Linked DNA regions of Sus scrofa: all the other regions are linked to region 3. Evidence: chromatin contacts called from public Hi-C and promoter capture Hi-C data. All regions are on one chromosome and are shown on one strand. The core of a region is the stretch at or near the end of the contact, and the rest is flanking DNA. Distances in the headings are between cores, read along the strand shown.

Evidence for each region. Promoter capture Hi-C pulls out the DNA fragments that hold promoters and counts their contacts. A called contact is a pair of places that touch in the nucleus more often than the background predicts.
Region 1: a contact with region 3 is called in a Hi-C map of fetal skeletal muscle, with 2.9 times the contacts expected there. The contact joins the enhancer-like site here to the promoter of MARCKS in region 3. A contact is called at or near these places in 1 of 5 promoter capture datasets (fetal skeletal muscle), 2 of 47 Hi-C or Micro-C datasets (embryonic fibroblasts and fetal skeletal muscle) and 1 of 2 datasets of contacts at active chromatin or transcription factors (skeletal muscle).
Region 2: a contact with region 3 is called in a Hi-C map of fetal skeletal muscle, with 3 times the contacts expected there. The contact joins the enhancer-like site here to the promoter of MARCKS in region 3. A contact is called at or near these places in 1 of 5 promoter capture datasets (fetal skeletal muscle), 2 of 47 Hi-C or Micro-C datasets (embryonic fibroblasts and fetal skeletal muscle) and 2 of 2 datasets of contacts at active chromatin or transcription factors (alveolar macrophages and skeletal muscle).
Region 4: a promoter capture Hi-C map of fetal skeletal muscle shows a contact between it and region 3, with 6 times the contacts expected there. The contact joins the enhancer-like site here to the promoter of MARCKS in region 3. A contact is called at or near these places in 3 of 5 promoter capture datasets (fetal liver, fetal skeletal muscle and liver), 19 of 47 Hi-C or Micro-C datasets (alveolar macrophages, blood, embryonic fibroblasts and 9 more) and 2 of 2 datasets of contacts at active chromatin or transcription factors (alveolar macrophages and skeletal muscle).

The regions. Positions count from the first base shown.
Region 1 is chr1:79,192,886-79,195,815 of Sscrofa11.1, forward strand. No RefSeq gene overlaps it. Among named protein-coding and RNA genes, the nearest start is that of MARCKS, 600 kb to the right of the region's middle. Within about 2 kb of position 1,371, at least 2 of the 83 cell types and tissues checked have an H3K27ac peak or open chromatin away from gene starts, as enhancers often do. A contact at or near this core is called in fetal skeletal muscle, where this site is marked.
Region 2 is chr1:79,108,470-79,111,216 of Sscrofa11.1, forward strand. No RefSeq gene overlaps it. Among named protein-coding and RNA genes, the nearest start is that of MARCKS, 680 kb to the right of the region's middle. Within about 2 kb of position 1,357, at least 11 of the 83 cell types and tissues checked have an H3K27ac peak or open chromatin away from gene starts, as enhancers often do. A contact at or near this core is called in fetal skeletal muscle and skeletal muscle, where this site is marked.
Region 3 is chr1:79,788,457-79,791,617 of Sscrofa11.1, forward strand. MARCKS (myristoylated alanine-rich C-kinase substrate) reads left to right here and starts at 1,340. Exons shown (of 2, transcript XM_021091501.1): 1 at 1,340-1,869. The coding sequence starts at 1,768.
Region 4 is chr1:79,219,593-79,222,430 of Sscrofa11.1, forward strand. No RefSeq gene overlaps it. Among named protein-coding and RNA genes, the nearest start is that of MARCKS, 570 kb to the right of the region's middle. Within about 2 kb of position 1,314, at least 3 of the 83 cell types and tissues checked have an H3K27ac peak or open chromatin away from gene starts, as enhancers often do. A contact at or near this core is called in fetal skeletal muscle and skeletal muscle, where this site is marked.

The DNA of each region.
Region 1 (2,930 bases), core at 121-2,620, 600 kb before region 3:
CCTCATTGCTTATCCATTCTAAATATAATAGTTTGCATCTACTAACCCCAAACCCCCTATACATCCTGCTCCCTTCTCCTCCTCCTCAGCAACCACAAGTCTGTTCTCCATGTCTCTGAGTCAGTCTCTGTTTTGTAGATAGGTTCATTTGTGGCATATTTTATATTCCATATATAAGTGATATCATATGGCATTAGTCTTTCTCTTTCTGACTTCACTTAGTATGAGAATCTCTAGTTGCGTCCATGTTGCTATGAATGGCATTATTTCTTTTTAATGGCTGAGTAATATCCCATTGTGTGTTTGCATCATATCTTCTTAATCCATTCATCTGTCAGTCGACATTTGGGTTACTTCCATGTCTTGGCTATTGTGAACAGTGCTGCTATGAACATATGGAAGCATGTATCTTTTTGAATTGTAGTTTTATCTGGCTGTATGCCTAGGAGTAGGATTGCTGGATCATTGGTAGATCTACATTTAGTTTTGTGAGGAACATCCAGACTGGTTTCCATAATGGTTGTATTAATTTCTATTCCAATTAACAGTGTAAGAGGGTTCCCTTTTATCTACACCCTCTCCAGCATTTGTTATGTGTAGACTTATTAATGATGGCTATTCTGACTGGTGTGAGAAAGTACCTCATTTTTAATTTTGATTTGCATTTCTCGAATAATTAGTGATGCTGAGCATTTTTTCAAGTGCCTACTGGCCATCCATATATCTTCTTCGGAAAAAATGTCTATTTAGGACAGCTGTTAAACCATCCATAAACTATCGAAAACAACTCCTAGTACCATGTACAGAAGTCTGAATGACAGAAGTCTCACTTTCCATCAAAAATGTTTTAAAGTACAGGAGACACAACCAAGGGTAAAAAAAGAGCCTTCAGGATAGACTCAAATACTGCTCAGAAAGCAGCAAACAAAGCTCACTCATTAGAGGAGACTACCAAAGGAGGCAGATCCTTTCTGCTAAAAAATTTTCTTTAGTTCCAATATAGGTAAAATTTCTGCCTAAGGGCCCCTGAATTAAATTTCTTCTACTGCTTCTCAGTGTCTAATTTGGAGAAAATGATTTCAGATTTTCACTACTCTGTGAGTGCTCTGTAATTTGCATCTTCCTTGCATATGTTTCCCATAAGTGTTCCAGCTGAGCTGAATTCCTGTTGGCCATTCCAGTAACAGAGACACACATTAGGTGTTTTTCTAAACAGGCTGAATATTGGCTCTAGATGCATTTTCCAGAGGAATTTGTGTTGCTGGAAGAAGGAATTTGTTTCAAGTGTAGAATGTTGTAAACTATTCCCAGGCATACCAGAACCTGAACTCTAGGGAGATGTGGTCTGGAAGATTGAGAAGCATGATATTACTTCCTCAACTTTACTTTTTGTTCCAGATGGAAATACTTAAATGAAGTCATAGCCTGATGTGCATGGGACAGAGGCCAGGAGAAAGAAAAAATAAACAACACTCTTCCCATGTATGTGTGTCTTGAAATATCTTATGTACACATATATACAAATATGTATGTACATACATACACGTTTTTCTAAGTATTCATTAATGTTATTTCAGAAATCTTAAATTTTTATAATTCTTATTACTTTCAAAGTGCTTTTACACACACAGACATATATGCTTTTGCCAACTACTGTACTGTATCCACTAGTTAAGATATTCATTATTATCTCCATTTTTTAAGTGTGAAAGAAGGAAATAATTTGCCTAGGACCACAGTTAATTAGTAACAGAGTCAGAATTAAAATCTAGAATTTCAGCTTCTTAGCTCTAGGAACCCTATATTTTGGAAGAATTTGCTCCTCAAAAAGGCTACGATATCTCTCTTAATCTAAAGGCATGCTAATTGCCAAAGGATACAGTATATAAAACAAGATGTTTTCCTCATAGATCACTTCCACCTGTCATTTGGAAGTAAAGACATATTATCAGTGACCCAGACATTCTGGTGAATCACTCCGTATGGGAATTTCATTTTCAAATTGGGCTTCTGAAAAAAGGGTGTTAGCAGAATAACTAAATCATTCACCAGACCTTGCTCTGACATAAAGGCAAACCAGAAAATGGAACCTCTTACTTTATCATAAGAAATATGGAATGTGTGAAAATAAATGGGTAACAAGAAGAGATATTGTGTAAAAAAAATGTTTATGTGCCAGCTAAGTCCCTAAATCTTACTGTCTCCCCTCAGGAGAGGATTCTGTGAGATGTTGGTTCTTAAGTGACAATACTATTAATTGCTGCTCTTATCAAGGTGCATTATTTCCACTGCATTGTTCAGAAGGGAAAACAGTGCTATGAGTAGCCATTAGCTTAAGTATATCAAGGCTGGCAGCTTGAACTGATTCAAGTTCTTGGCAGAAAAGAGACATATATTAAGTCTGGCCTGTAACAAGGACAAATGAACCAAAACAAACAAACAAACAAACAAAACCATGGAATGCAATCAATTCCCCACCACCACCATGTAATTTTGCTTTACCCTCATCACAGCTGTTCAGCAAATTTTATTTTTCCTCCTTTCACTTTATTGGTACAATGTGCCCTTGCTCCTCAATCTTTGGTCTGGTCAATCAAAATTGCCATAAAAATAACAATCTTTGTTTAAAAACTATATTTTTATCATCTTTGAACAGCAATGGAAGGATTTTGAGAGAAGAGCTAGAAGAAAATTAATAAACACTTGAGTTGAAAGATGTACCACTGATTACACGATGCATGTGATGAGTCCTCTCTGCCACCTCTCAGAGACTTTACAGTTAAAATACTCATCAATACAGAGTTATGCACCAGCTGAGTCTCCATATAAACCAAGAGGAAAAACCAAAAGCAAATTTCAATTACAAATAGCCTACTTTTAAACAATTGCAATTGAATTGAATTTGAATTTTTAAATTTTGTGTCAAAATA
Region 2 (2,747 bases), core at 107-2,606, 680 kb before region 3:
GACTGGGTCACTTTGCTGTACAGCCGAAATTGATATAACACTGTAAAAAAAAAGAACGTCAGTGCTATTCAATGGGGGGCCACCTAATAACCTCATTCTGACTTAAGAATCTCTTCAAAAACTCTTATCTCCAAATACAGCTACATTCTGAGGTATTAGGTTTCAGGGATTCAACCTATGAATTGTGTGGGTGTTGGTCACCACTCAGGCCCTAGTGGAAGGTTTAGGGCAGGACAGTGGCATGGCCCTGGGATGGGTAACAGGTTCTCTCTGGTTGCAATTTGGGTGGAGTAGAGGAGCAGGAGGAGAGTGGAGTGCCTTAAGGAAGCCTCTGCCTTAACCCGGAAAAGAGGTGTGCTGAGGGCACACCTAGTTTCTGAGAAGGACTGTGGCCTCCCTTGGGAAGCCCAGAGGAGAGGTAACTGGGGGAAGGGGGATTATCTACCTTGTGACAAGAGGAGTGGGGAAAAGGAAAGGGGGCAAATTGAGGTAGATTTGTAGCTGTGATGGCAGGAAGTTGAAGAGGTTTGCTTTTATGGTTTCTATTTTAATTTTCTGTGAAGTAAGACATCTGCTAGGAACAAGAAGAAAGCAAATTACAGATGTGAGTTGAGTGGAAAATGTTTTAAATTGCCATTCCAGAAGTGGGAAAGCAAGCTCACAGAAAAATCTCATTAGAATTTCTATGAAGTGTTAAAAGCCCCATTAAGAAGGGTGTCCACAGATTTAAAGGGGCACAAATCTCCCCAGTTTTGTGGGTTTTTTTTTTCTCCTATCTGTGCAGGACTGTGTGGGTACGTATGGAGACAGGCAGAGTTGGATTCTTCCAGGACTGAGGTTTCTCAGGCCAGAGTTGGCTGCCAGGGCTTGCTGGCAGAGTTCTGGAATATAACTGTTCCAGCTGAACTCCTGGGAATTTCCCAGGTGCTTGGAATTTGAAGTTATAATTTCACAGAAAAGGATGGGGTGTTTGCTTACACTGCTGCTGAAATTAAAACCTCCTGGAAGCATTTCACTTTGTGCTGCAGCTCTGGGAAAAGTCTCCTTGTTCATCTTGAAGCACACACTATATATAAGCCGCAGCTCCTAGGTAAGCCATAGCTCCACAGAGCTGGCCTAGACAGATACCCTAAATCTTTTCATAGTTTATCCTTCAGCTATTTAAAATGTCTGCTTGGCTGCACATGCCTCTGAATGGGAACCATACTCAGAGTTTAATAAAAACAAGTATTAGGTTCATGCCACGTAGCATATAATAAAACACAAGATATGATGAAGGGTTTCTGACTGGACGTCTCCTCCTGCTCTACGTGCTGAAGTTCCACTGGGCTTTTGCATCATCCTGGCTGTTAGAAATTGAAAACAAAATTCTCCTCTGAAAAAATTATGGTAATCTCTAGGAGCCTGAATGCTGAGGGAAGATGTTTCAGAATGCTCTGGAATTTAATGCTTCATTTCCATCAGCCCACGTGTCATGAGAATCTTTCCATTCCAAACTATTTCTTTGCCTTCCCATCACCCGTTCCCCAGTACACACACACACACACACACACACACACACACAAAATCTGTCACAGTATCAAGCTCCTCAGAACCACAGGAGCTCAAATTTCACATATCTCAAAAGGAAGGAATTTTAGGATATAAATTCCACAGTACAAATTGTTTTTACATACGCTACTCCTTACTGTGCTTTGTAGCAGGATATGGGCTCTTGGTGTGAAATAATAATAATGACAAGGGATTTGCCAATAAAAAGAAGCTGGATACTGTAAAATATTATCCAAACAAAGTTTCACTCAAAGACAATTCCTAGACATTTTAGAGCATACTCTGCTCTTCTGAAACTGACAGCTGAAGCAGGCATTGCATTTTCTGAACTAATGTATGATTTCTGTGTTAAAATTCATGATAAAAGTTACCATATCAGAAATGGGAACTTTAGCAAGTAACTACTGTGGGTTCATCCTGGAGCATAAAAACATAATAGAATCTTTCTTAAAAAATATAAGCTAGTCTTGCATTCTTCAGTTTGTGGTTGCAAACAGGAAAAAGTAGATGCTATTAGCATCAGGAACACACTTGAATTGAGTTTCTGTTAACAATTAGAGACGAATTGGTAAGAAAGGAAGTGACAGAAATAACAGAACTTGTCTGGATGGTATTTTCTTAGATGGTATCCTCAGAGCATCACTGATTATGTGGCATTCCTAAAATAATAAATAGGACCCCCCAAGTTAAAGACCCAACTGAGCCAGAATTATAACAGCTGGCTCCCTTGCAGTAATGGTAACCAAATTTCTATTTCCCAGGATTTTCATTAACTTAGACATTTGTTTCTACATTCTATTGCATTTCTAGTTTCATGATCTTAAAACGTAGATTTGTATAGAAAGTTATATTCTGCAATTCCTTTTTTTCTTCAACCTTTTATTTATTTATTTTTCTACTGTATCTGCCATTCTTTTTACTCATCGAGAATTCTTGAAAGAGAAAAAGAGGAGGAACATAATCCATATCATAGGCAGGAACATCCAGCACAGGCCCACAGGGTCTTCTCATTGAGAACAAACCCTCCTGTATGCACCCTGCCATCACTTCACAACCTCCTCAAGACTACAAAAGGAAACATTTTACATTTTGGAGAAAAGAAGTAAGTTTGCCTATAGAAATGGAATAGTCATAATCCTTTTAAGTTTGGGAGGAAGTCTTGGCCTAACTCTTTCTTTGCTTTCTTTTTCACTATA
Region 3 (3,161 bases), core at 90-2,589:
AGGATCACTAAAGGTAGCCTGATTTGGACACAAGTGAAAACTTTGGGAGCAGAAATGTAGGTGATAGGAGAATGCTTATAAGTGTGTATCCTTGATTTTTAGCCCCACCCTCTCACCTTCTATTCTTTAAATCAGTGCTCTGTCTTTCACGCACAAACAGCTTCTGATACTTCGGTGGCAAGGGTTACAGATGGAGGTACCCTGGGTTCCTTAATAGAAGCTTCCTTTCTAACTCAAGTTAGGCTTGAAGCGTTCAGGGTTCTTCTTGCTATCTCTCAATGTGTAATTTCTCCTTAGAACTGTAATAGTCAATCCGGTTGTTCAGAGTTTCATCACTGCTGTCTCCCTGCCTTCCAGGAGCCCACTGGCTTGCATGCACACTTACGCACGTTCAGAAAAAAAAGAGTCCATCCCATCCTGGCAGTAGGCTGAAAAAAATTCATATCGACGCGAATTGCCTCTTAACTGTAAATATAGATTCGTACACTCTATGCTGTAGGATCTCATTTCACCCTAGAGAAAATTGTCATTTCACACAGCGATAAAATGTAAACCTTTTCGATCTTTTGTACATGGCCCTCACTTAATTTTGTTGGGGGGAGGGGGGAATCATTAATTGGATTGGGGCGGGGGAGAAGGTTGATGAGCGCCGTAGGCCAATCTTGAAATATTTTATTTCATGCCAATGTGGGATAGGGAAGGGAGTGTGGCTTCGGCTGCTTGCTGCTTTTGCATTTTCCACATCTGGCCTACAGACCTAATTCTAACTCGCGATCTCGTTTGATGAAATTCGATCTTCTTGGTTTAAATACCTTTCAATTTCGGGCGATTTCGCATTTGCAACCGTTAAAAAAAAAATGCTGTTGAGTATCTGTGAAGTCAATATGGAACACAGAGAAAGAAAACATGCTGCACACAAACCCCAACCATTGTCTTAAAAACTCGCATAGACACACATACACATAAACACACGGAAAGATGGGGGAGGGGAGAGGGTGGAAGGAGACAGACGCAGATACAGACAGAGGAGAGTCAAAGCAAGTCAAGTTAACGTTTTCTCCGCCCCCATCCACAAGTACTCCCCCTCCCGCGTTAATTAATTACAAACAAAGCAAACCAATCAAGTAATGCATTATTATTTTTAAGCCGAGGGAGGCGAGAGGCATGTATTTTTTAATTGATTTATTTATTTGGAGGACATTAATTCTCGGTATGAGGCTGATTTTCAAACCGTTTGCAAAGCGCGGCTCCATTGTTCGAGGCGAGCGCAGGCCCCGCCCCCTGCTTTGTGTGCAACGCGCGGATTGGCCGGCGTGCGCGGGGGCCGCGTCAGCGCCCGTGAGCCCATTCATCTGTGCACTTGGGCGTTGGACTCCGCATCTTATTAGCAACCAGGGAGATTTCTCCATTTTCCTCTTGTCTACAGTGCGGCTACAAATCTGGGATTTTTTTTATTACTTCTTTTTTTTTTAAACTACACTTGGGCTCCTTTTTTTGTGCTCGACTTTTCCACCCTTTTTCCCTCCCTCCTGCGCTGCTGCTTTTTGATCTCTTCGACTAAAATTTTTTTATCCGGAGTGTATTTAATCGACTCTGTTCTGTCCTCTTCACCACCCCCACTCCCCCCTCCCTCCGGTGTGTGTGTGCTGCTGCTGCCGCTGCCGCCGCCGCTGCTGCCGCTGCTGCTGCTCGCCCCGTCGTTACACCAACCCGAAGCTCTTTGTTCCCCCCTTGGATCTGTTGAGTTTCTTTGTTGAAGAAGCCAGCATGGGTGCCCAGTTCTCCAAGACCGCTTCGAAGGGAGAAGCCGCTGGGGAGAGGCCCGGGGAGGCGGCTGTGGCCTCGTCGCCTTCCAAAGCGAATGGGCAGGTAATTTCTACCTGTGGTTCTGGTCATTTCTTTGGTATCTTTCTCTAGTCCCTACGCTTCCCCTTCCTTCCTGGTCGTGCCTGAGGCGCATTAGGCGGAAAGGAGAGAGCCAGATTCCAATATGAAAGTTGAATGGAAAGCGATAGCCTAAATTGTAAATTTCTCATAGGTGGTGTCTCCCCCTGCCCCAAAGTGGTGGTTCCCAGAAAATCCTGGCGAATTCTCGTGTAGACGGGAGGAAAGAAGTGATAAATTGTCTAAAATGGCGTGTTTGGAGCTTGGCAGAACGTGACTAGCTAGGTGCTACCCCACACCCCCACCCCCAGGCAGGTTGCATTTCTGTTGGGTGGGCACAAAGGTGTTTGGGTGTCTCGTGTTTGTTGTCGAGACTGAGTCGCCTTCAGGATATCTGAACTGGTGTGGTTGTGTAAGTGGGTAGGGAAGTGGGGGGGCGCAATAGGGATGGCGGTGGAGAAAGCCTAGGAGGGAAGGGCTGTCTCATTGTATGCCGAGGCGGCGTGCCCTGGGTTCTTGGAAAGGTGACTGGCCGGTTGGCTGGCTGGAGGTGAACAGAAGGGTTTCACTACCTTTTGATGGGCTTTCCTACTGTTCTAAATCCCTGTTCGTAGCTGTCTAATTACACACACATCTGACTTTTAAGTGGATGGGAAGACTGGGTCCTTGAAGAACCTGTCCAGATGGTCAACAAGAGGCAATTCGTGTGTTTCAGTCAGGGCTATTGGTGTGCGTGGCGCCTGGACCACTGCAGGGGCTGCCCCGGCGCTGCCCAAACCTAGGCGGATGGCCACGGTTGGGTGGGCGCGAGAGGTCGGCCAAGGGTGGTTGCTTCACAAACACCGGGCACGCACCACGCCTCTTTTCCTAGAGCAGAGGCCGTGTTGCTTCGCTTGCCCTAACCTAATGGGGAAGGCGAGCTCTGCCAAGAGGCTCTGAACCCGTTAAAAATGCAAAATGAACAGCTGGGGCGCGCCACGGCTTCGCAAAATCCCGGGCGAAGGTGGGCGTGGAAGAAAGGCAAGACCTACGAAATAATGGGTTTCTCTCTGCCTTGTTTGTATCCCAACCAGGATGCCACCTGAGCTTTGTTTGCGGACTCTGGGCTGCGCGATCCCGGCTCGGGGGCGCCTCGGCCAGCGGGCAGGGCCCGACCCGGCAGGGCGGGGTGGCCGGCGGCCCCGCCCCTCGGCGCCCTCCTGCGCCTAGCTCTGAGCGGTGGAGGCGCAGCGCCCCCTGTCGACCCCAGGCCTTAGGCGGGCGAAGGGCGTTTGCGC
Region 4 (2,838 bases), core at 64-2,563, 570 kb before region 3:
GCATTTGCAGCAACATGGATGGATCTAGAAATTATCATGCTAAGTGAAGTCAGTCAGACAATGAGACACCAAGATCATATGCTATCATTTACATGTGGAATCTAGACAAAAAAGACACAGTGAACTTCTTTGCAGAATAGATACTCGCTCACAGACCTTGAAAAACATATGGTTTCCAAATAAAACCGATGAGGGGGTGGGGGGATGCACTGAGGATTTGGGATGGAAATGTTATTAAATTGGGTTGTGGTGATCGTTGTGCAACTGCAAATGTAATAAAATTCATTGAGCAATTAAAAAATGTTAAAAAAGTTATATGATCTTTATAGGGTAGAGCATTTGAGAAAAGAAATCTCTTAAATGGATAAAATTGAAATGGAAAAGGGAAGAGTTACTGTACACATTTTAGGAAGTAGAGAATAAAAGCACCAAAGAAGTTTAATATTCCTGAATCATATGATGACATGCTCGCTGGTCTATTGATTAGATACAGACAATAATAAGGAAATGCATTTATATAGAATGTTACAATTCACAAGGTAACAAGCTCATACTGATTCACCTAATTTCTTCACATGCGGCTAACAGGCATCTCCAATTTCAGAAGAATCTAAAGTTCAGGTTAGTTAGAAAGCTTAGTATGGGGTATACAGCAGAGACTATATTAAACCTCAGTCTCCTAAATCCTAATCCAGTGTTTTTTACTTATCAATACAGTAAATTAAAAAGAAAATAAGGGATAGGTCTAGGATTACTTGTTGGACCTCTTTTAGAAGATAAGTATTCAAATTTAACAGTGGCAGTTCTGGCTCTTGTGCATATTTTCATCAACCTCCACCTTACCAGCCCAGGGCTTTGCTGTCGAAAAGCAAAAGAGGGGAGAAGGTGGCCTGGGAGGAAAAAAAAAAAAAAAAAAAGAGGGAAAAGCAGCTTGACTCCCCTGACTTTTCCAAAGTCTCCTCTGTAAAACAGAAAGACCTTTTCATCTGACTAGAAAGGCCTCTGTAGGGGGTGCTCCACTGAAGCTGCATATGTTCTGTTGAAAAGATCACTAAGGACTTTAGTTGGGTTTTAATACTCATATTCAAAACCTAGGAGTTCAGAATAGAATATTAGTTCCTATTTTCACTCTTTGTTCAGACACCCAGTTGAGAACCATACTTGATGATTATCAGTGACGTGCATCAGCTCATAAGCAACCCTTTGGCGTGTGAACATGAGGGATTTTAAAATATGGGGCTCTTCAATATGGATTTAGGTTACAGTCATGTCATGATCTCACCCTTCCACAATCTCAAAGGATCAGATGGCTCTAATTGCAGAGAAGTAAATGAGTAATCTCTAGTCTATTTTAGAAATAAGAGGCCAGATGATTCCCTTTCCATGAGGGACTGAGATTTCATCCGCTGCCGAAGCCGAGTCTGATAAGAATGTAGTAGTTTCTGAAATCTGAACCAAGGCAAGCAATGTTATTTTCATTTCTGAAAATGACCTATGTCCAGTGTAGCAATCACCTAATAGGGCTGTATGCCAAAGAACGCATTTCAAATGGCAGAGTTTCTTCTTTCCTTCAGTTCCCTTCTTAATTCTATCTTAAAGTGTATCTTGAATCTGAATGAGCTCCAGACAAACCCCGCATGCAACAGTCAGGAGAATTCAAACCAATGCATTTATTATGCTCAGGAATCACAGCTGACTCCCAGGGTTGCCAAATCCAGTGGGATTTGTACAAACTGCACGTGGTTTTCATAAGCATTGATTGCAGCCAAAATGCTGTTTTGTGAGTTGAATGTTTATCCGATCGCCAAATGACCAAGGTTGACTTTGCATCAATATGAAGGTTTATTAAGCTTATTATATGACTTTTTGTTTACCAGCTTATTTGCTTCTGCAAAAATGTAACATAAATGTGAAATTTCCCTTTCAAATTCCTATCAATGAAGACAGTGATTTGTTTTGTTTTCATGAATCCTGGGCTGTCAGACTACAATCAAATACCAAAACACAAATAATAAAAACCAATCTCTCTGGTGATTTTAGAATGTGAAAAAGTAATTTTTATCTAAAAGGAGAATTGTGTTCCTGCCTATTTATCTATAAAACCAGTAAAGTAATTACTAACAGTGCAAGCCTATGAAAAAAAATAATAATGAGTTTTCCATAATACCATATTGTAGAATAGATAAAAATAAAGTCCAAGGCTCCAGGGAGCAGAAAGTTCTGCATGTAGATGGGCAGAAACAATGCAGGACTTAAGCAGAGTAACAGAACTTACCTCTAATTGAGGATGCTCCCTAAGGAGCTTGTTACCACAACATCTAGCTAAAGGTTTCCTAAGAACCATCTGAAGCTTGGTCATCTGGCTGGCATTCTACAGTAACAGCTTTTCACTGAAATTCAGTCTTATTGATATCTATTCACATTTTTTTTAAGATGGGAAAGAAAAAGCTTAAGAAATAAAAACAGAAAAAAAATAGAATTTATGTTTAAAATGAGGCTCTCTCCTTTATGATTGAATTTGTTTAGAGGAGAAATGGTATCCTTGTGATTATCTCTGTCTGTATTGCCAGCCTCTGCTAAGAAAGTAAGAAAAGATGACAATGAGAATTTGAAGCAAACTTTTTGGGGTCCTTGTTCTAGAAGAAAGAATACCCCATGGGAAGGGTGACTACAAATGCCTGTGCTGTCAGATTTCATGAAATATGGGAGGCTCATAAGGCAAAGACTTCAGTCTCCATTTGCCAAAGCCATCTTAGAAAACAGGAGGAAAAGAATTAAGTAAGTTGACTTAAAACCCAAACCACAGACTGGTATGGGTGGCCAGGTATTTGACAAGGT